Linked DNA regions of Mus musculus: all the other regions are linked to region 5. The links are chromatin contacts, called in public Hi-C and promoter capture Hi-C maps. All regions are on one chromosome and are shown on one strand. The core of a region is the stretch at or near the end of the contact, and the rest is flanking DNA. Distances in the headings are between cores, read along the strand shown.

The links. Promoter capture Hi-C pulls out the DNA fragments that hold promoters and counts their contacts. A called contact is a pair of places that touch in the nucleus more often than the background predicts. Capture Hi-C pulls out chosen DNA fragments and counts their contacts.
Region 1: a contact with region 5 is called in a promoter capture Hi-C map of liver, with 2.5 times the contacts expected there. The contact joins the promoter of Atp5h here to the promoter of Ube2o in region 5.
Region 2: a promoter capture Hi-C map of liver shows a contact between it and region 5, with 4 times the contacts expected there. The contact joins the promoter of Usp36 here to the promoter of Ube2o in region 5.
Region 3: a promoter capture Hi-C map of liver shows a contact between it and region 5, with 4 times the contacts expected there. The contact joins the promoter of Socs3 here to the promoter of Ube2o in region 5. A contact is called at or near these places in 1 of 39 promoter capture datasets (liver), 1 of 484 Hi-C or Micro-C datasets (B cells) and 1 of 115 datasets of contacts at active chromatin or transcription factors (astrocytes).
Region 4: a promoter capture Hi-C map of liver shows a contact between it and region 5, with 4 times the contacts expected there. The contact joins the promoter of Syngr2 here to the promoter of Ube2o in region 5. A contact is called at or near these places in 3 of 39 promoter capture datasets (hippocampal neurons and liver) and 1 of 115 datasets of contacts at active chromatin or transcription factors (pancreatic cancer cells).
Region 6: a contact with region 5 is called in a Hi-C map of B cells, with 7 read pairs. The contact joins the promoter of Tnrc6c here to the promoter of Ube2o in region 5. A contact is called at or near these places in 1 of 39 promoter capture datasets (liver) and 1 of 484 Hi-C or Micro-C datasets (B cells).
Region 7: a promoter capture Hi-C map of pre-B cells shows a contact between it and region 5, with 3 times the contacts expected there. The contact joins the promoter of Cyth1 here to the promoter of Ube2o in region 5. A contact is called at or near these places in 2 of 39 promoter capture datasets (liver and pre-B cells) and 1 of 9 other capture datasets (embryonic stem cells).

The regions. Positions count from the first base shown.
Region 1 is chr11:115,417,992-115,421,170 of GRCm38.p6, forward strand. It overlaps Atp5h (ATP synthase, H+ transporting, mitochondrial F0 complex, subunit D), which reads right to left and starts at 1,928. Exons shown (of 6, transcript NM_027862.1): 1 at 1,901-1,928; 2 at 395-525. The coding sequence starts at 516. Kctd2 (potassium channel tetramerisation domain containing 2) reads left to right here and starts at 2,135. Exons shown (of 6, transcript NM_183285.3): 1 at 2,135-2,515. The coding sequence starts at 2,177.
Region 2 is chr11:118,288,300-118,291,494 of GRCm38.p6, forward strand. It overlaps Usp36 (ubiquitin specific peptidase 36), which reads right to left and starts at 1,945. Exons shown (of 21, transcript NM_001033528.1): 1 at 1,658-1,945.
Region 3 is chr11:117,967,998-117,970,838 of GRCm38.p6, forward strand. It overlaps Socs3 (suppressor of cytokine signaling 3), which reads right to left and starts at 1,369. Exons shown (of 2, transcript NM_007707.3): 1 at 878-1,369; 2 at 1-321. The coding sequence starts at 233.
Region 4 is chr11:117,807,784-117,810,995 of GRCm38.p6, forward strand. It overlaps Syngr2 (synaptogyrin 2), which reads left to right and starts at 1,884. Exons shown (of 4, transcript NM_009304.2): 1 at 1,884-2,020. The coding sequence starts at 1,922.
Region 5 is chr11:116,579,561-116,582,763 of GRCm38.p6, forward strand. It overlaps Ube2o (ubiquitin-conjugating enzyme E2O), which reads right to left and starts at 1,887. Exons shown (of 18, transcript NM_173755.3): 1 at 1,452-1,887. The coding sequence starts at 1,853.
Region 6 is chr11:117,652,824-117,656,031 of GRCm38.p6, forward strand. It overlaps Tnrc6c (trinucleotide repeat containing 6C), which reads left to right and starts at 1,466. Exons shown (of 22, transcript NM_198022.2): 1 at 1,466-1,863.
Region 7 is chr11:118,247,223-118,250,462 of GRCm38.p6, forward strand. Cyth1 (cytohesin 1) reads right to left here and starts at 1,336. Exons shown (of 14, transcript NM_011180.4): 1 at 1,217-1,336. The coding sequence starts at 1,238.

The sequences.
Region 1 (3,179 bases), core at 678-3,177, 1.2 Mb before region 5:
GACACTAGTTACACAGCAACCTCCTATCCCTGACACACTGGAGTGTCAAGCACACTTTTATCTGAAGGGCCACCACAAAAATGCTTTCATTTGCAGAACACATTGTTTCTTTCCTCTTGTCGAACTATTAGAAATGCCTAGCTAGGGCTGGCAAGATGGCTAAGTGGGTAAAGGGGCTTGTTGCTAAACCTGAGGACCTGTATTCAATACCCAAGACTCATCACATAGTTGAAGGCAGAGAGCCAACCCCACAAGTTTTCCTTTTGATATGGCACACACAGCAGCAGATTCGAACTCATATACTTACTAAATACTAAGTGGATGTGATAAATGTCAAAACATTGCTTCCAGGTTCAGCATCAAGGATGGGGGCTCCCTCTTACAGCATACTGACCTGGCGTGGAAGGTCTCATTCCAGGACTTCAGGGCATTTCCAATTGCCTTCTGGTTTTGGGGCATGACCTCCACAAAAGATACCCAATCAATGGTTTTTAGAGCAAGTTTACGCCCAGCCATCTTGGGATACTAGAAAACAAAACAGCGCCTTTGGAGAGAACCCCTGAAGGAGACCATTCCAGAGAAATACAAGTCGTTAAGAGACGGATCAGCTCAAGCATTTGATGGGTATATATATGCAACAGATGAAAGAATTCGGATTTAAACCAGGAAAGAGGGCTAGGGATGTAGCTAGTTGCTAGAATGCTTGCCTGGCATGGACAGAGTCCTGGGTTCCCTCTCCAGCACCAGAAACACTGAGGTAGAGGCAGAGAATCAAAGTTCAAGGTCACATGAGAGATGTGGGAGCTTGTCTCAATACATCAAAATAAAGCTCTACAACCCAGAATATAAACATGTTCTCTCCTACCAGGCTGCCCTTCCTCTATCCCAACTCATTTCTATTCTTTGCAGACACTTCTAAAGGAAGTCATAAGCTGCCCAAAGGCTAACTAAGCTACTGTGTTTTGGCCACTGACTCTCCACCACAACCCCGGCCATTCACTCGAACTGTCCTGCCCAGGTCATCCTGTCCACAGCACACATACTGTGCACTTTCAGAGGCATTTTTACACAAATGATACTGTGAAAAGAAAGTGACTGAAGCGGTCTTGAGACCAAAACAAGACGAGATACAGAAAATAACTATGAAGAGAGCCAACCGAAAAGTGGAAACCATCTACACAAGCTCTGAGTGGGGGATACCTTCCTATCGATCAAAGTTGTCAAATGCCGGTCTCTCTCCTTCCTTCCTTCCTTCCTTCCTTCCTTCCTTCCTTCCTTCCTTCCTCAGTACAGCTTACGTCTCTAAGAGACAGAGACAGAGACTAAGACAGTTGTCAAGTGAACTAAGGATGCCAGAGAACGAAGTGCACTGGAGAAAGCAGGAGTTACAGACTTTTTGTTATCTGATTCATCTCTAGCGCTGGTTGTTTCTCAGACAAATTGGCCAGCCTGCTCTCATACACAGGTCATAAGCATAGAGAATGACCAATAGTTAATTAGATCAATCGGTAAACCTCATGAGGAATAGGAATCCTCCATTCGAAGGGAAGGACGTAGAGTTGAAGTCTGCTAGGTGTCTTGTCCTCTCTGAAAGTTACCACCCTAACTCTGTGATGCTTTCCCGACCCCTAAACTCCACTCCTGAGATCGCCACACAGTGTGAGACAAAAGTCTGTGGCAACATCTAAATTCACGGTGATTGGCTAAGTCACTGCCAGGCCCCAGGCTCGCCCCGCGGGAAAGCGAGCAGGGCAAAGCAGTGACCTCGGGCGCTCTGCTAGCGGGGCAGCTCGAAGGCCCGATGTCCTCCGTGGAGCTGGAACAAGTGTGGAAGCGAGGTCTGGAATACAATACAAAAGAGTCCGTGGAGATTCGACCCAACACCTCAGACCCCACTCACCTTCACCGACCCCCGGCGGAGTGCTCTCTCTCCAGCAAGCAAGGAACGGAAGAGAGTTGCCGGAAGTTCTCTCCTTGGCCAATCCGAACGAGCAATAGGCGGGTCTCATGTCACACTTCAGCCAATGAGCATGGAGTCCCGTCCTGGAAGGCGGGCGCGGCGCCTGCGCCGTCGGGGTCCCTTTTCCCCCTGCCCCACGCCCGCCGATGGGCCGGCCCGGCTCTCCCCGCCGAGGAGTCGGCCGGCCCGGCGGCGCGCGGGCAGCGGCGGCCCAAGATGGCGGAGCTGCAGCTGGACCCGGCAGTGGCGGGGCTGGGAGGGGGTGGCAGCAGTGCGATGGGCGACGGCGGCGGCTCGGGCCGCGGACCCCCCAGCCCTCGCCCTGCGGGCCCGACACCCCGCGGACACGGCCGCCAGCCCGCCGCCGCCGCGCAGCCGCTGGAGCCCGGGCCCGGACCTCCGGAGCGGACGGGAGGCGGCGGGGCCGCCCGCTGGGTCCGGCTCAACGTGGGCGGTACCTACTTCGTGACCACCAGACAGACCCTAGGCCGGGAGCCCAAGTCCTTCCTCTGCCGCCTGTGCTGCCAGGAGGACCCGGAGCTGGACTCCGACAAGGTGCGCCCCGCCCTCGGGCGCGCCCCCGGGTGTTGGGACCCATTCCAGGCTGGTGCTCCGATCTCTGGGACGCGTTTCCCTCCAGCGGGTCCTGCAAACCCGGACTTGAGTCCACTCTCTTCCCCCCGAGTTAGCACTGGCCACCTCAGAATGATCTCCCGTCCCAGTTCTGCCCCATCTTCAGGCACACTCCGGTTTCCCTTCGCACCCCGCTCTTTTCTCAGCTGCTCCTGCGTGGAGTTGTCTACCTGCACCCACGGGAGCCCCCTTCGTGCTCCTGTCACATTCCCTGCCCCTCCTGGGGACCACCCCTTCTCAGATCTGCATGAGTTTTTCTTTGGCTCCCGGGCGGCCCCCTGCTGCTGGTGCCAAATGCATTCAGAACTGGGTCAGGGTGAATGACCACATCTTGGTCACTTTCGGAGGACTCAGGTCCTGTTCCATCCCTGTGTAAAGTGGTATTAAACTCGGGGTTTAATGATAGCGTCCACTACTGAAGGCTGCAGGAAGTGCTTGTGATACATCCTGTGGTGGTGATAAAATCCTGGTCCCAGACCTTTTGTGCCGTAACAGTCACCGTTTCGGTACATTTTTGAAAGTAAATGCACTCCTTGGAAAGATGGGCTGATAGGTTAGGACCCAGAGAATGTGTAGCGTCAAACAC
Region 2 (3,195 bases), core at 695-3,194, 1.7 Mb after region 5:
TCCCCCCTTTCATTAACCAGGAAGGTGTTTTTTGTTTGTTTTTTTTTTTTAAATATGTGAAATCCTAATTTTCTAACTATAAACATTTTCTTCAATTCCCACCACCGTCAACTTGGCCCCATAAAGGTTTTTTTTTTTCTTTTTCTTTTTCTTTTTTGGTTTTTCGAGACAGGGTTTCTCTGTGTAGCCCTGGCTGTCCTGGAACTCAGAAGTCCGCCTGCCTCTTCCTCCCGAGTGCTGGGATTAAAGGTGTGCACCACCACTCCCGGCTGGCCCCATCACTCCCGGCTGGCCCCAAAAAGTTAAGTGTTTTCCGTCCATTCAAACACACACAGATGCAAAGGATGGTACAATCAGCACAATGCCACCATCAAGGGCTTAAGACAACTGCCTGACCAATCTTGGTTCACCTCTTCATTCCCAGGTTGCCTTGCAGAATGCCTCAGAACTCCATCTAACCAACGCCCCCACCCCCAACAGAATGCAGATGGGAGGTGGCCTGGCTTCTGAAAATCCCCACCACACAAACATCATTTTCAAAACCACACATGCCTCCCTACGGGGAGGTGAGAACTTTGTCCTGGCCCAACATGGTTCAGGGATGAGCAAATGGGAACACTAACCCAAAGGCATTTGCCACAAGGGCCTTAGGACCAAGGCAGGCTACTCAGCCAAGATCATTTTTGAAGCTATAGCAGGAAAAAAGTGTCTATCATTCTACCTGGAAGATACGGCTATGTGATGTAGGAGCGAGAAAAATGTTCGTGTAGTTCCCAGCAAACCCTCTAACATGCACACGCAGCACGTGTGACTCTCAGGCCAACCGGGATGCTTCCTCGACCCAGGTCTCTCAAGGACTAGGATACTCTGCACGCCCAATTTACATATCTAATTCGGAACTCAAGCCTGGCTCCTCCCTTCTGACAGATGTCATTTAAACAAAGCATTTCCTTCAGCTCTTTAAGCTGTTTTCCAAGAAATACTCAAGTCAGATTCTCAGGGTCACTTACATGCTGGCGAAGACAGAGCTGGGGCCTCCAAGGCATCCCACCGCAGAGCATTCCAAGTCAGGGAACAGTTGAACTACATGCTCTTTGGCATCCTCAGGCATCCAAGGTGCCTCCCTGTCTTAGGATGCTATTCCACCATCTCCATCACCAAGGGTCACGCCACAGACGCAGGCAGGCTCGCGCGCGCACACACAATCACACACCATAAGCAATGGGCATTTTGGTTAGAATGCTATCCTGCTATTACATTTCGGTGTGGATCCGTGTTAAGGATCTGACCCTGCCCTAGTCTATAAAATGGACTACAGCTATACCTCCACCCTAAGATTTCCAGCTCCGGGAACCTTCAAAGGAAAACCCGCTCTGAGAGAACAACCGCGATCCCAGCGACCTCACGTTCCAGAAGCTCCCTGGGATGAAGACTGATGCAATTCCCTGGCTACGCTAGGGTTTACAGGCACCCCTCACATCACCTGTCCCTTCCTCGGAGTCCCTGGCATCCCTTGTTCCTCCAAGTCCCTCGCACCCCAACCTTCTCCAGTGTTGCCCTACGCCCCTCTCACGCCCTGTCCTTCCCGGCGATCCCTGTCCCTTGCGTCCGATGTTCTTTCTGCGTTCCCCGGTGCCCTCGCCGGCCACGCACGCACCTGTCAGCCTTCGCTGGAGTCCCCAAAACCCGCGGGTAGAACGCGCACCCTCCTCGTCCCAAGCCCCGCGGAAGCTCCTGCGCTCCGCCGCGCCCGACCTCGACCTCCTAGGCCTCTCGGGAACCCGCGGAAGGCCCGCGCAGCACCAGCGTCCGATCCGGGCCGGGCCAGCATGCGCACCATCCGGGCCTCCAGAGCCTCACACACGTGTCACCACGACGTTTAAAGGAGCCGCACTGCAATGTGCTCCCTGAGTCCGCGTGAAGGGCACGTTCGCCTTAAGAGGCGGAGCTAACGGCGACTTGTCTCCCTGGACCCTCCCTTCTCTGCTATTCGCGACGCACACGTCACCCCTCCGCCCCGCAGGCCTGCCAGTCTACGCGATGACGCAAGCGCGTAGAGCTAAAAGCTCCGGAAGCGTCCCGGAGTCCAGAGACCCTGCTGCGGCTTGGCGTGGTTCCCGCGGTGTACGCGAGTGGCGTCACTTCCGCTTGCGTGCCTGACATTGCCAGTGCGCAGGCCCAGTGTGCTGCGGCGAGGAGCTCAGGGCTCACGTTCAGTGCAAGCCACCGAGGCTTTGAAGATTCACCGTTCGTTAGTTCTTACCTGCAGGCGTCCTTTTGAAAAAAAACAAAAAAACAAAAAAAACCCTAGCAAGCCGGGCATGGAATGAGGCCCTGGGTTCCATCCATCACTGCATGAAACAGGCGCTGTGGCACAAGAAAGCAGTTTCTGCAACTCTGAGGAGTGGAGGGGGTGGGGGATGATCAGAACTTAAACGTCATCTCTGGGATCCTTGAGATGCTGGCTATAGCCACTCCACCGCTTAACTTAAGTGGCCAAGGCTGGAGGATCATTGGAGAATGTCTTCTGGACCACGTAGCAGAACCTTGTCTTTAAAAAAGGGGGTGGGAGTGGGGGCTGATGGGGTAGTAATGGCAAAGACCAAATCCTGTTAGCCTATACCAATGTCCCTTTTAGAGCTAGAAAGATGGCTCAGAGGTTAAGATGGCTTGTCGTTCTTTCCAAGGACTTCCCAGCACCCATACAGTGGTGGTTCAAAATCTCATGTAACTCTACATGTGGCAGACACATATGACCTAAATTAGAAAAAAAAAGTTCTCTTAGTTTTAAAAAGATTTTGAATTACATACGTATAGGGGAAGAATATCTGAGTGTAGGTGCCTGTGGAGGCCACTGGTGTCTCATCCTCTCTTAGAACTGGAATTACAGGCAGCTCTAAGTTGTGAGCTCCCAGTGTGAGGGCTGGGAACCAAACTCTGGTACTCTGTAAGAGAAGTAGGGGCTATTAACTATTGAGTTCCAGTCCCAGAATCCTCCCTCTTTATTTAGACCGACTTCTTTGTTCTCTGACCACTCTTTGTGTCTGGCTGGAGCTGGCTCTATAAACCCACTGTTCTAGGCTGGCTACAATGAATTACTGCTTTTGCTGTCCCGAGCCTGATACAGTTCCTGGGAAATTCACTGTTTTAGCACGCTTCCTGTGTGGGAGCTGGCACCTGGCATAAGACCTAGGT
Region 3 (2,841 bases), core at 119-2,618, 1.4 Mb after region 5:
TGGCGCTGGTCCGAGCTGTCGCGGATAAGAAAGGTGCCCGCGGGCTCGGCGCTGAGCAGCAGGTTCGCCTCGCCGCCGGTCACGGCGCTCCAGTAGAATCCGCTCTCCTGCAGCTTGCGCACGGCGTTCACCACCAGCTGGTACTCGCTTTTGGAGCTGAAGGTCTTGAGGCGCAGGCTGGTGTCCAGGGGGCGGCTCATCCCGGCGGCGGGAAACTTGCTGTGGGTGACCATGGCGCACGGAGCCAGCGTGGATCTGCGCGGCGGTGGCTGCAGCTGCTTCGCGGCCTCCGCACAGCGGCCGCTACCGCATCCCGGGGAGCTGCAGAGAGCAAAGCGTGAGGCGCGTGAGTGCCCGGAACCCTCCAGCGTGCCCGGCCCTCCAGCCTCCGCCTAGCGCCCGGGGCACCCCTTTGCCCCGCTTTAGACCGTGTCTCAGGCCCAGCCACCTCGCGGAACTCGACTGTCCTCGGTCACTGCCGGCCAACCCCAGACAGTCTCTTCCCCTGCCCGCCCTAGGAGGACGCCCAGAGAAAACTCGCGCGTGGAAGTTGGGTCTCCAGGAGCGCGGCCAGGATGGGGAGAGACACAAGAGCCCTAGGGACGCTCAGGGCGCCTCTCAGTCCGGTGTCCTCAGTGGCGAGGGCGAAAAAAGGGGGGTGCCAAACCCGAGATATGTGAGAGAGGGGACAGGAGAAACCCGAGGGCCCCAGTCTGAGTATGACGGGAATCAGGGATCTTCGGTTCTCATCCGCTCTGCCCCCTACCTCGTCCCCTCCCTACCGGGAATGACCCGGGAAGGGGAGGAGAAACCGGGAAAAGCTCCCGAGCTGGACCGAGGCCCCCACCCTTCCCCACACCGCGCCCCTCCTTCCTACCTAGTCCCGAAGCGAAATCTCCGGCCTTGGGGCTGCGCCTCCTATGGTCCCCGAGGCGAGGCGGCGGCCAGCAGTGGCTCGCGCTGCGCCCAGATGTTGGCAGCCGTGAAGTCTACAAAGGGGCTCCCCGTGCGTGCGCCCCCTCTGGCTTCGCTGCTCCCCGGGCCGATGAGGCGCACTCCTGGGCGAATCAGGCAAAGGACCTGGGCGAGGGACCTCGACGGAGAGCTGGGCCGGGAAGGGGGCGTCCGGGAGCCCGGAGAGACAGCGGTCGTAAGAGCAGGCGAGTGTAGAGTCAGAGTTAGAGCCGCCTCGGAGGCCGCGCGCGCGGGTATTTACCCGGCCAGTACGCCCCGCCCCCCGATTCCTGGAACTGCCCGGCCGGTCTTCTTGTAATGTTTAGTCACTACTCTGCACTGAAAGGCTGTGCGCGGAGGGCGAGGGAGGGGCCGCGGAGGGCGGGCTTGGAGCTGGGGCCTCCAGGACCCGCCGAGACTCACCGAGAGGGAGACAAAGCGCGGCGCGAGGCTGCCCGACCGGCGGGCGCGGCGCCAGCCTTGGCCGAGCGTTCCTGGCAGCGGCCCCTCCCCCGCGCGCTCCGCCCCCAACTTCTCATTCACACTTTCCCCCCCCTCCCTTCTAAGAAGGCTGGTTTCTGGCAGAGGCGGGGGCGTCGCGATGGGAGCGCGCGGGCAGTTCTAGGAGGCCAGCCGGGAGAGGCTCCCTCCTGGCACCCCTTCCCTTTCTTTTGATCCCCGCGGGGACGCTCCCCTCCCTCTGCACCCAGGCCACTCCGAGGTCCTCATGTACAGTTCCAAGCATCCCGTGCCAACCAAAAGGGACGTAGGACCATTCAGCCACCAGCCCACTGGGGACCTAGGAAGTGGAGGAGGGGGATGCGCGACATTTACCTGTAGACAGGTCCAAAAGATGAAGCTGTGAGATCCAGAAGTGGAGGAGACACTGACTTAGAAGCAGCTACCTGGCCTCAGCTCATCCGCCCATTGCCTGGTTCTTCGGTGACAGACGTGGGTGCTGATGTCCTTTGGGGAGTGGGGTGGGAGGAGCAGCTAACTACTACCTTATCACTCATCTGGGCCTCCCAACCTGCGTGGCGAACTGTGGGTCCGCCCAGGTACTCTCGGCGCGGTGGGGGAGCTAGAGGAAAGAAACCCTCATCCCATGCTCGTCCCCCGAGTCCACCAGAGGGCGCGCTGGAGTCTTGTAGGCGAGCCGAGTTTTGCTGTTTCCCAGGCTCTGTATAGAGAGAATAAGAGGTTGTGGGGCTCCTTATTCAAGAACAGGAGTGGGGAACCCAGAGAGAGAAGCCTCACTTCCCAGGACAGGGTCAAACCTGAGAAGGAATGTCGACTAGGAGGACTGTCCACAGAGCGTTGTAACGGGTTCAGCCACTGCCTGAAAGTCGCTGAGGTGTCAGAATGGACCCTCTCTTGCCTCTACGTTTTAAGGTGTCTGAACTTTCCCGATGGTGGGGTGGAGAGGGAGTATTGATAAGAGCAGGTGATTGAGGTGAAAGGTTGTTTACTCCTGGTCACGTGAGTATCTATAAAGGCCTAGTGTCGAGTTTTGCAACAGGCAGCAGGAAGTGGCAGCCACCTGAGAACCAGCTAAGTGACACACAGTGTCTGCTCTCAGTGGGCTTTCTGACCTGCCCTCTTGGATACCACAGGCTTCTTGTAACACCAGTAGGAGGGCAAACTGACTACACAGAGTAGCTTGGGCTAGGAGGGAGGGCTGCCTGCTTCCCTTCTGGCCCACTGTGTCCAATCTGCTCCACTGATGCTGAGGAACTAAGAGAGACCAGGGCAGGTGCACTGCCTCTCTGGACTCAGTCTTGTTATCTGTTAAATAGGGATGGGTGCCCATCTGTCCCCCGCCCCTGGCAATTCCAGTAGTCAAGAGGCTTAGGGGCCTTATTTAAAATATCTCACACTGGTCTGATG
Region 4 (3,212 bases), core at 634-3,133, 1.2 Mb after region 5:
GTAGAAGGTTTCTGTGTGTGGTGGCTCATCCCTGTGATCCCAGAACTCAGGAGGTGGAGGCAGGAGGATCAGGAGGAGTTCAAGGTCAATCCTGGTCCAGGAGTCTGGTCCCGAAGAATGGGACAATAACAACCAAAAGAGAAATGAAAAACTGAGCTGCTGGCCAGGGATGCTGGCACACACCTCTGGTTCCAGCATGTGGGAGGCAGAAGCGGGAGGATCCCTGTGAGCTAGAGGCTAGCCTGGTCTACAAAATGTGTGCCAGGACAGTCAGGCTGCATAGTGAGACTCTGTCTCAAAATAAAACGAAAATCTGAGAAGGGTCTTGTGAGATGGGTGAAGGTGTTTGCTGCCAAGTCTGGGATCCTGAGTTCAATCCCAGGGACCCACCCTGTGAAGGGAGCAAGCGCTATGTCTTACAAGGTGTCCTTTTTATGACATGTGTCATCTCGTGTGCTCTACCCACCCACCCCAGGCACAAACCAATTACATGTAATGATGTAATGGCAAAAGGTTGGTTTTGGTTTTGGTTTTTTGAGATAGAGTTTCTCTGTGTAGGAAAGAGAGAGAGAGAGAGAGAGAGAGAGAGAGAGAGAGAGAGAGAGAGAGAGAGAGAAAGAGAGAGAGAGAGAGAGAGAGAGAGAAAGGGAGGCTTTGTAGGAAAGTCCTGACAGCCAGTTCTCCTTCATCAAACACTCATGGCGTGTATGAACAGATTTTAGGAGGTAGCCCTGGGCTCACCTACCAGCGGCTTGTCACAGGCTCTGTTAGTGTGGGGAGGGTGCAAATAGACGCAGATAGACTGTTAGAAGGCCCAGTCTCTCTTGTGCCTACTCCTGTCTTCTCCCGAGTGGTGACCCTTCTGGTGGGGCAGGCTTCTGCCTCAGTTTCCTTATTGTCCAGCCCCCCTCATTACTGAGGTGAGTCTGTCTCATTATTCATTATCCATTGAAGTGACTGTGGTAAAGCCATCTTGTCATGACTCCATTCTGTGTCACTTCTCAGCCCTCTACACCCCTCAACAGCCATGGTCTCCTTGGGAACAAATTTGTGTTGTCAACAGAAGGATATCTGGAGGCCTCTTGGCGGCCAAGGTGAAGCCCTGGGTTGACACACGACCCCTTCCGATTAAGCATCAGGTTCCCTTTCTAAATGTTATTGGGGGACAGGGGGAGCTGGAGTCTATGACCTAGTGATCTCATTTGTTTTAATTTTTAAAATTACAATCCTCAGTATGTGTGTACTTGAGACTAGATCTCAGATAGCTCAGGGTTGTCTTGAACTCCTTATTCTCCTGCCCTCTTTCTCTTCCTGAGACAACAGCCACCAGGTACTTTGCAGCATGTGATCACGATGTCTAGAAATCTGCCCTTCAGAGCCCTTTGGCTTTCAGGCTTAGCTCCAGAGCAAAGAGTAGCCAGAACTGTGGGGGCCATAGTTATTAATTACTACAGTAGTCCAGAGGTTGGAACTGGGGGCCTCTGATGTGCTAGGCAAGAGCTTATGCCCCAGTCCTTTGGTCTGGAGCAGAATGGTGAAGTGACATCCAGGTATTTACGAGCCTGGATTCTGGATTGGTGGGATTTGGGTGTCTGGAGGGCTTATGGGAGAGGACCTTCACCAGGGCACTGTGTAAGTAAGAGTAAAGTGGGAGCCGCCTAGGATGTCTCTTCTTGGGGACTCTTTGATCCTTTCTGGATGAACTCAGTAGGACATATTTCCCAGGGGTGAGCTTTTCCTCCCCCTTCCGCACCCTGGCGCCTCCTGCGAGCTCCAAGTTTTGCTGCCAACTTCCACGAGTTTGGAGGGGCTACTTCCCGGCGGTTGGCCCCGCCCTGTCGGCGGCCGGACCCGCCCCCGTGGGCGGGGCGGGGCAATCCGGCTAGTTCCCGGCCATCCGCGGCTCGGTGGCGAAAGCGACATGGAGAGCGGGGCCTATGGCGCGGCCAACGCGGGCGGCTCCTTCGACCTGCGGCGCTTCCTGTCTCAGCCTCAGGTGGTGACGCGCCTCGTGAGCATGGTGAGTCCACCAGCGAGGACCCGGAGCCGGGCGTCCTGGCTACCAGGGCCCGTGGGGCCGCGGGCCGCAGAGCGCGACAGGTGGCGGCGGCTGCGCGTCCTGGGCCTTTCGGAGAGCGCGGGGCCCCGTGCCCCTCCGCGTCTCTGTCCCCTCCAGCCCGTGGGTTTTGTCGCCTGTTCCACTCCGGACCTTGTCTCCCCAACTCCGGGCCGGGCCCCGCCGCACCCTGGACCACTGGTCCAGGCCGCTCTGGTGCGGGACGTCCCCGAAGTTCTCCGGGGAGGCAGGCCTGTCGCCTTGTTGGCATTGGGAGGGACCGGAGAGGGGCACGGCACAGCAGGTGGCCGGCACGCCGCGGCTCCCAGCCTAGGGAATTCACCTGGAAGGGACTTTCTGCAGCCACGTGGGGTGCGAGGAGGGGGATTGGCCTGGCACTCTGAAGGAGAGTTTCCTTCCCTCTCAGAGGCTAGCAACAGGTCTGCTTTCCCACCAAATGCACTCCCTTCCCAGAAGCGGGGCGAGCCCCCTTGTACCAGGCGTGCGGGGGCAGCTTTCCATACCTTGGGATGAAAACACTGAAAACTGAGACTTTAGCTGCCAGATTGAGGGTGGCCCCACTGCGCCCAGGGGGTCTGGGCCTGGAGCCTTGGAGGTGCCCTGGCTCCCCGGAATCTCCCAGCCTAGCGGTGGAATCTAGTGACTCCGTCCTGGGTTGTACCCTGTCAGTCAGGATGGCAGTGCCAGGAGCCCTGACCCATACTCCGCGCCCAGTCCTGGAGTTCCGGCTTCATCCACAGCTGGGGGCGGGGCTTGTGACTGCCAGTTCCACAATCCTATTGAGAGCGTCCCCGCAGGATCGCTCTGGTCCTGCAAGTCTGGAGGCAGCCAGGTGCCCACAGACTCAGTTGCATCTGCCGCCTTGACGTGGGCTTGGCGGTGGCCTTAGGGTGTGGGGAGGAAGCGAAATGACTAGGACGATTCCAAAGGAGCTGCTTTCCAAACTTTGGCCAGTCTCTGCTGGTGACTTTCCCACCTCTGTCCTGGCTCCTGCGGGATCTGAGTCTGGCTGTGGATCTGACCACCCCAAGAACCTTGCTCTGAGGGGAACCGTTGTGGGGGTGGAGACTAGTAGTTCTCTGGAGGGGAGGGGCCGACGTGCCAAAGAAGCCGGAAGTCCTTGTAGGGAGAAGGC
Region 5 (3,203 bases), core at 637-3,136:
TTTTTTGTTTGTTTGTTTGTTTGCTTTGAGACAAGGTCTTATTATGTAACTCTGGCTGTCCACTCTGTAGACCAGGATGGCCTTAAACCCAAGAGATCCTCCTGCCTCATCAGCCTCCCTAGTGCTGGGATTAAAGGCATGAGTCGCCAGGCAGTGGTGCTGCATGCCTTTAATCCCAGCACTTGGGAGGCAGAGGCAGGCGGATTTCTGAGTTCAAGGCCAGCCTGGTCTACAGAGTGAGTTCCAGGACAGCCAGGGCTACGCAGAGAAACCCTGTCTGGAAAAAACAAAGACATGAGTCACCATACAGCCTTATATTAATTTCTGAAGAGCCCCCTGCGATTGTTTTGGTGGCTTGGCTCCTCTATACTGTCTAGGCTTGAGGTGAGAATATCTTAATTTCCAAACCAATCTGAACAAGTTGGCAAGGTTTACTCTCAAAATAAAGTAGAATGGTTTAGGACGTAGCTCTACGTCAAAGTGCTGGAGGTTTAGCATCAAGTTCCTGGGTTCAACCCTCAGCACTGCAAAAAACAGTGACTTAACAGCCTTCCCCCAAAGCAGATCTCTCACTTCCAGGGACCTGATTCATGCTTAGAAATGTTTCCTGATGGGGAGGGGCAGGACAGGAGGAGCTGTGAGGTAAAGATATGTGAGAGACAGATACAAAACCACACACTCAGGAAAACAAGCCTGCAAACCAATCTTGGCTTAGGTTTATGATGTCAGTCCGCTCTTGTAGAACTGCTCCATTCACAAGCCTCTTTCCCGAACAGTGGGAGAATGTGGTATTTGCTTAAGAGCCCCAGGTTAAAACCAAAAGAACGAAAAAACAAGATGCAGCTTTTCCCATTGGTCCCTCTCTCTTCTGTCCACGATTTCATAGGCCACCCCACCCCAAGAAGTCCTAGACACCCAGTCGCAGCTGCCACCATCTCCCTCAGTACTATTAATATCATGGCCCTGGACTGGTTCATCATTTCCCTCATAAAGTTCTCCGAGGCAATTCAAAGGATGCAGAGGGGTTACAACAAAAAAGACGTGGGGCCGCTGCCCCACCATGCATTCCGTCAGCATCTGCTCAACTTCTTGGGTTTTCACCTCTATCTTTGTTTTGGAATACCCACAGCCAAGCCCTCCCCGGCACGGCCTTCCCTTCGGAAAGCACAATGCAGCACGGACCTCCTTTAGCGGTGGGGGTTGTAAGCAAAAAACGCCGCACTAGTGTAACGCCGAACGCGCCTCAGCGCCCGAGGAGGTCCCCACGGGCATCCGTGCGCGTCCATCACCCCGAGGCCAACACCACAGCCGAGCATCGCTCGCAAGGCCCCTCCCCTCGCCCGGAGCAGCCCTGCCGGCGTGCGCGCCCAGGCCGGTGTGATGACGGTGCACCGGGCGACGAGGCGGCGTTCCCCTCCCCGAGCCCTGCCGACCGCCCCGGCCCGCCTCACCTTGGTCTCCTTCACATGCTGCTTGACGCCCTCCGGGTACCACTGGACGCGCACGTAGCCGCGCCGCAGAGGGCTGGCCCGGCCCTCCTCGTGGCCCGCGCCCCCGGCCTCGGAGCAGCCCGAGCTGCCGCGGCCGTCATCGTCGCCCTCCGAGTCCGAGTCCTCGCCGTGGATGAGGCGTACCAGCCCGAAGTGCACCGAGCCGCGGTAACGGCCGGACACCAGGTCGTGGGAGAACAGCAGGCGCTGTGAGCCTGCTTCGGGGCCGGAGTCGGAGGACGGCCCTGAGGCCGAGTCCGTAGCGGGCGCGGGCGGCGGGGCGGCGGCGGCGGGGGCTGCGGCCGGGGTCGGGGCGGCGGCGGCCTGGGCCTGGGCGGGTGCGGGCGCTGCGGGATCCGCCATAACTGCTCTGCGCGAGTCTCGGGCGGCGGCAGCAGCGACAGCGGCGGCGGTAGCGGCGGCGGCAGCCTAAGGCGCGGGGAGGCGGGGCCGGCGGCGCGGGGGCGGGGCCGAGCGCGCTGACGTAGGCCTGCGTGCCGCCGTCGTTAGGGCGCCGGGATGCTGTTGCTAGGAGCCGCCGCCCGGTCGCTAGGGGACGCTGAAGATGCTTGGGGCGGGGGTGGAAGGACTGCCGCGGGGCGTGGCAGGGCTGCAGGAACGAAGATGGATTAGGGGCCTGAGGAAGGGTACTGGTCTACCGGAGTTGAGGGGCGGGGACTGCACGCAAAACTGACTGTAATTTCTTAAAAAAAAATTATGCCCGGGTCTGACGTGGTGGCCACGCCTTTAACCCCCAGCTCTCAGGAGGCAGAGGCAAGCCCATCTCTGTTTTAGGCCAGCCTGGTCTCAAAGCAAGTCCAGGTTACACAGAGAAACCCTGCCTCGAAAAAGCCAAACAAGCCAAGCAGTGGTGGCGCACGCCTTTAATCCCAGCACTGGGGAAGCAGAGGCAGATGGACTTCTGAGTTCTAGGCCAGCCTGGTCTACAGAGTGAGTCCAGGACAGCCAGGGCTACACAGAGAAACCCTGTCTCGAAAAGTAAAAACAAACAAAAGAATAAAAAAGCCAAACAAAAATTTTTTAAATGCGGTTTAGTTATGACACATGCTTTTAATCCCAGCACTTGGAAGGCAGAGGCAGGAGGATATCTGTGAATTCGAGGCCAGCCATGACTTACAAAGTGAGTCTTGCAAGGCAGTGGCACACACCTTTAATCTCAGCACTTGGGAGGCAGGCGGGTTTCTGAGTTCGAGGCCAGCCTGGTCTACAGAGTGAGTTCCAGGACAGCCAGGACTAAACAGAAAAACCCTGTCTCAAAAACAAAAACAAAAAACAAAAACAAAAACAAAACCCAAAGTGACAGGGGAGGGTATAGGGGGCTTTGGGGATAGCATTTGAAATGTAAATGAAGAAAATATCTAATAAAAAATGCCTTTAAAAAAACCAAACAAAGTGAGTTTCAGGACAGCCAGGGCTACAAAATAAAACCAAAATAAATAAATAAAATTAATTGAAATTTAAAATTTTATATATATATATATATATATATATTAGAAAACCCCTGTCTTGAAAAATCAAAAAAAGGTGGGGGGGGGAGAAAGAGAGAAAGAAAGAAAGAAAGAAAGAAAGAAAGAAAGAAAGAAAGAAAGAAAGAAAGAAAAGAAAAGAAGAAAAGAAAAGAAAAGAAAAGAAAAGAAAAGAAAAGAAAAGAAAAGAAAAGAAAAGAAAAAAGAGGCAGAGTCTTACTATGCA
Region 6 (3,208 bases), core at 216-2,715, 1.1 Mb after region 5:
ACCCCAGTGCTTTGAACATGCTCAGCTGACACTTTACCTCTGAGGTACACCCCTCTTCCTCAAATATTCTTTCTACCACCACAAGTCCATATTCCAAACTATGAGTCTAATTTTCATTCCAAAAGATATAGCCCACCTTTTCTAGTGGTGTTAGGATATCTAAGGTAGGAAGAGATCCTTATTGTGCCAGGCTAAGTAAGCTCGAGGGGAGGGGACGATCACAAAGAAAGCTGGAAGAGAGGAGAGGTCATGGTCACAAAGTCAATGAATGGCAAGGACAAATGCTAAATGACGTCATTTTGGTTCAATATTCCAATAACTGAAGTTTTACAGTGTTGTTTGCACCCAGACTCTGGGCTCCTCATGGATTTAGCAATCTACCTAGTGCATGCTGTGTAACTGCAGGATGCTATTTGTGCTCCTTCCTGGATCATGTGATAATATCTGGACTTTTGAGACACAAAAGATACAGGTTCTCAGCAGTCAAGAATTAAACTGAAGTCAATAAAATGCTGAATAGAAAAGGCAGAAGTCTCTGTGAGAGCCACATCTGCCATCAGATCTTTCTAGGGGATATGGGTTTGCAGGATGAAAAATACACAACAGACGTTTGAAGCCGACTTCGGAGAGTAAGTAAATCTGACGACCAGAAGGCTTAAAATATAATAGAAAGAAAGGAGTGTACAGAGCTCACGGGACCCTGAAGGGAAACGAGAGCAGCAAGTCTGTTGTGTCCCTTTTCTCCACAAACATTTCAAAACATGACACTGGCGGCAGCAAAACTGCATCTCGAAGGTACTACTAGAGCGTTGTCTCTTCTTCCAGACGGGAACACATAGACAGGGAATGGCCTCTTACAGCACTGACAACTTTCAGAAGCATCGCGGATCTACCAGAACATCAGGGTCGGGAGTGGTGGTGGAGAGGAATTAGGCTCCTTCCATCACCCTCTGTGGAGAAAAATATGAGCTTTCAAAATCTTCCCGTGGCTTGAACAGAAACTTGAAAGGGACTCTACGGAGCGCACAGTGCTTCGGACCTTACCCACCAGATTATTACGTATATGTATACCAAGGAGGAGCCAAAGAATGGAGGACCACCGCGGGCTTCCCAGAGCCAGGAAGAAAATGCGGGGTGTGTAGTCTCAGCCCAGGGCTTGGGGTGGGCAGGTTGCGTTCGCTGTAGGGTGGAGTAGCTGCGGGGAAAGCAGGCCTCCCCAGGGGGCTGCTTTGCAGCCGGGATTGTTTGGCTCGCGTCAGAGCAATCCCCGGGGAGCCTCTGAGCGAAGGAGGGGGCCAAGAGGATGCCGCGAGGAGCGCGCAGCGAGCTTCTAGGCCGCGTCCCGCGCACGTACGAGTGTGCACCGTAGGGAGGTACAGGGCGTGTGCACGGCACGGGCCGGAGGCGCGCCAGTGCGTGCGCCAGGTTCAGGGCGCCGCTGCGCAGAGGGCCAGCGCCGCCGGGCGAAAACGCTGCGCAAACCCGGGATACGGCGGGGCGCAGAACCGGAGAACGGAGGCGGCTACGCAGAACTGAATCTGCGGCCCTTTGGTGCGCAAGCTAACGCGGAGTCACAGTGCCCAAAAGCGTGAAGGCAAGCGGCCACGGGAGAATTCCGCACGGCTCTCCGCATTGACCGGGAAGGAGCGTCAGCTCCGAGGAAAGGCGCGCGTCCGAGGCGCGTGAAGAACGCGCAGCTCGCACCCCCGCGCGCTCCACGCGCGGTCTGGACGACCACAGCGCGGGCGGGTATTAGGGGAGAAGGAGGAGGCGTGGTCTTTTCGTGACGAACCAATGGGATCGGGAGCACTGCCTGGAGGCGGAGCTCAGGATCAGGGCGCTGATTGGCCATTCCGCCCTCCGGTATGCAGATGCGGTGGGAGTCACGTGCCGGGGGCCGGTACGACTTCCTGTTGGAGGCCCACGCGGGGCGGGGCCGGGGGCGCGAGCGCCGCGTCTGGCTGGAGCGGGGGGAGGGGGGTTCTTGTCAGTTAGAGCAACAAGATGGCCGCGGTGGCAGCTCCGCACCTCAGCGCGACGGCCCCGGGAGCCGCAGCCGCCGTCGCCGTCCGCGTCGCCGTGCAGCCCTGAGAGCCGCCGGGTCACCCCGGCCGCCCCCGTGACAGGCGGTCCTCGCGCCGTCGCGCTCCCGCCGCCGCCGCCGCGGGCCCGCTCGAGCCGGAGCCTGAGGCGGAGGGAGCGGAGCGGCCCCGCGCCCAGCCGCCCATCGCCGTCCCCGCCTCAGACCCGGGCTGCGTCCGAGCCGCGGCCCGCCGAGACTTAGGAGCAGGGCGCGTCGCGGCGTCGCGGGCACTGGACCTGGACCTGCCGGGACGTGCCGCCGCCCACCCGCCGCCCGCGCCCGGACTCGATCCTGCGGCGCCGGCACTGAGCGGGCCCCCGCCGCCGGAGCGCCCCCGAGGGCCCCGGGCGGCCGAGAGCGACCTCTCCACCGCCAGGCCCGCGCCGCCGGAGCCCCGCGGAGCCGCCGCCGGGGACGGAGCCCAGGTGAGAGCGCCACCGCCGCAGCGCCCGGAGGTCTTCGGGCCCTTTGTTCGGCCGAGCCGGAGCGCGGCGGCCCCGAGCTACCCGCGTGCGGCGCCGGCCGGGGTTGACGGGCGGAGGAGAGGCACGGACTGCGAGCTCCTGGCCGGGCGTGCGACATCGGGATGGGGACCCAGGGGTCGGACACTTAGCCGTTCCCCCCAACCCCCGCGCTCGCTCTCTCGTTCTCTTAAAACTAATGCAGTGGTGGATGATACCCGCTCCCCTTGCATGGTCCCCTGCAGACCGTGCGTTCCCAAAGGGTGGCATACACCGATCCGCAGTGTGGCGTTGTTTGGTGAGCCATGGGCGACCCCGAGGGCCCCCTACAGTTGTGAAATGAGGTGGATTTATTTGTAACGGTGTTGCAAACGGATTGCGGAGTGCTTGCGTGCTAGGAAGACGCACCGCCACCGCCGCCAATGCAGCTACCTCGACCGGGTTAACAGATAAGGAAACCCGAGCGCCCCGACGCCGTCTCTGCTTTTTTAGGGTAGCTTGGTCCGCGGCTTCGCCAAGTAGGTGAGATGTAGCGAATGCTTCCGTAGCAGTTAAAACCTGCAGATGTGGACCTGAAGCTGTCCCCCACCCCCATCTCCCTGTGCGTTGGCCGGGCGAGGAGACGGTTGGCGCGCGCGCTGCGCGTCGCTGGAGGAATCTTGAT
Region 7 (3,240 bases), core at 86-2,585, 1.7 Mb after region 5:
CCTAACACTCTTCCCTCTTGGTACTTTAATATTCCTCACCAGAGTGTGAGGAGGCAAAGTTACCTGTGAGGCAACACACCGGAGTTTGGCTCCACTAAGCCGTATAAGCTTGTTAAGTTCCTGAGCCATACTTCCCTGCCAAACCAGTAAAAGGTCACCACTCGCCCTACCTGCCATTCCTTCTTCCATTCCTCCTGGAAACAATGCTAACAACCACGTAAAGCATTTCAAATAACCTTCTACAACTCCAGAGACTGCACACCCTCGGAGGGACCAGAGCCCTGGCTGTTCGCCAACAAGCAGCAAGGTTAGCCAGGAGAGTCTAAATCGCTTCTGCCCTGGTGGAGGATGTGGACTGGTGTCATTACCCGGCTACCTTCAGGCAACAGCTCAAACTTGATCCCCTTGCCCGGTGTGGTCAGGCCCTGACTGACAGACCAGGGGACCAGGAGCTAATTCACAATGCGACGGTAGCACGAACCTGACCGACGTCCCCGGCTCAGAGGCCCCGGTCAGGCCACTTGTGTTCATCTCAGAACAAAGAGCTGGATGGGGCACATAACTTCTAACACCCCTGAGAGCCGGAAACTACTAGGGAACACAGGCCGGCCGGGCGTGTTAGTCCCGCGGCCGCTCGCGGCGTCTGCCACCCCGGTGACAAGCAGCAGGCGACTCGTCTTAAAGACTACGACCCCGGTCACCTGGCCCTGACTCCCCTCGGCACCCCGGGGCTCCTCAGCATCCTCATGACCCTCAGCGCTCCGGTTAACCCCCGCCGCGGAGACCCTCTAACCCCGGCGACTCCCCTTCCGGGGCCCCTAGACTCGCAAACCTCAGCCCCAGCGACCCCCAGGCCCGAGTAACCTCGGTCCTGGAGCCCGAAAGCAATTCCCGGTTTTACACCCGTCTCCGTCGGCGCCCTCAGGTTCGGGCGACCCCTGCCGTGACCCTCCAGGCCTGGGTGACCCACAGCCCCGGCAACCCTCAGGCTCGAGTGACACTCAGTTCCCAGCGACCCTCAGGCCCGGGTGACTCTCAGTTCACGGCGACCCAAAGGTCCAGGCGACCCTCAGCCCCGGCGACCCTCAGGCCCTCGAGCGTCTGGGCAGTCACCCCCGGGCCCTCGCACTGCCGCCACCCGGCGCTCCGCGTCCCGTCCCAGGGACACCGGCGCAGGCGGAAGCTCACGAAGGGGCAGCGGACCGGCCCCACTCACCATAGCTGTCATCGTCCTCCATGGTGCTGGCGACCGGCTCCGGCCCGCGACCGCCACTGACCTCCCGCAGCCCGCGTCCTGCCAGACACCAGCTCGCCACAGGCCAGCTCCGAGCCGCGGAGCCCCGCCCCCCGCACCGCGCCCGCACTGCCCAGCACGCGCCTGCGCACGCGCCGCCCGAGGCACCGCCCCCGGCACAAGGTCCCGCCCACAGCCAAAACGCGCGTGCGTGAACGCCCTCTAGGCCCCGTCCCCTTGAGGACCTCTTTAGTTTGCGTTTACGCAAGCGCGGCACCTAGGCTCTGCCTATCTATGACTCCGCCCCCAAGTCACGCCCTCTCTCCTTAGGTACCGCCCCCTCTCCTCGGGGCAGGGCAGTTTCGGGTTTCAAGTTTCACAAGCGTGCGTAGGCCGCGGGCGTGGTTTACTAGCCAGGGCCAGCGTCCAGCCACTCGGCTGGTTAAACATACTCAAGGTCACGGGTATAACCCGAAGGGTAAGGTGGCCCTAGCTGTATCCGCCTCGGACACCAACACGTCGAGGAGGAAATTACCTAAACTCATCTGTGTTCGTTACTTATACTTCCTACCGGCGCCAAGTTGCACAGGAGGACATAACTTCCAAATTAGTAGCCTCAATTTACAGGCTCTGCTGCTTTCTTCGGGAGGACCGGTTGATCCCCCTTTGCAGTTGTGGCCAGGGGCTGCTTCTGTGGAGGTGAGAGCATTTATGCGGTAGGAGGTCTCTGCAGAATTAATCAGTGGAAGCACCAACCAATGATCTGAAAAGGCCCTTAGGGAACACCCTGTCCTGTGAACTCTAGCCAAGTGACCAGCAGGGAGTGCATTGCAGCTCAATGACAGAGCACTTGCCTAGCAATGTGAGAGACCCTAGATTGCATCCCAGAGACCAGGGGAAAGGAGAAAACTAATTCCCAGACTCAGAGGGTCTTATATGGGCTGGGGCATCTCTGGGTGGTAGGTCCCTGTCCAGGATGTCCTCCACCACAGCATGCACAAACCCTTCTTACCCCAGAAAGGCCTGGGGTAGTGGTGCTTGCCTGTGGCATACCTGTTGTTAGTCTAGCGTCCCAGGAAACTGAGGCAGGAGGACAATATAGTGAAACTCCACCTCAAAAACAAAACAAAACAAAACAAAACAAAAACCTACAAATACAGCAAAAGAGACACTGGGAAGTTTTGGGACGGGTCTTCCTGATTGAAACAAAGACTTGAAATCCCCCATGCAGCCCCAGAACCAGCCTTCTACCCCCACAGCTCCCTCTCTCTGCAAATCACTGCCTGTAGAGGGTTGTGGGAATCTCTGGGCTTCTGCAGGGCATGAAGGGGCCAGGCCAACCACATGGGGAGGAAGGAGAGTCAGGTCTTTCCTTGTGGGTCCTTCTCTTCGCTGGATGGGCTGCAGCAATCCTTTCTCCCCCATGGCCAACAGCCTTAGTCTGTAATTGCTCAAAATCTCTGTACAACTTAAATAAATTTAAATTCCCCAGTGTGCCACCTTATACCTGTGTCCTGTGGCAGACATGCTGCAGTGGGTATATGCATATTTTCTGAGAAAGATATATGAGGAAAATTGACAGAAATGAAAGGGGAGGTGGAGAAAGTGGGACTTATTTTTTCTTTAAAGATGTTAACATTTTGTGTGTGGGGGGAGGAGGAAATGGATGAGGAGGAGGAAGAGGAGGAGGAGGAGAAAGAGGAGAAGGAGGAAGAGGAGGAGGAGAAGAAGGAGGAGGAGGAGGAGAAAGAGGAGAAGGAGGAAGAGGAAGAGGAGGAGAAGAAGGAGGAGGAGGAGGAGGAGAAAGAGAAGAAGAAGAAGAAGAAGAAGAAGAAGAAGAAGAAGAAGAAGAAGAAGAAGAAGAAGAAGCAGAAGCAGAAGCAGCCAAAAACATTATATTAAGGAATTTATGCATCTTGCTGGGGGTGGGAATAGGGGTAGGTTGGGGGGGGGTGGCACACACCTTTAAGTTCAGCACACAAGAGGCAGAGGCAGAGGCAGAGGCA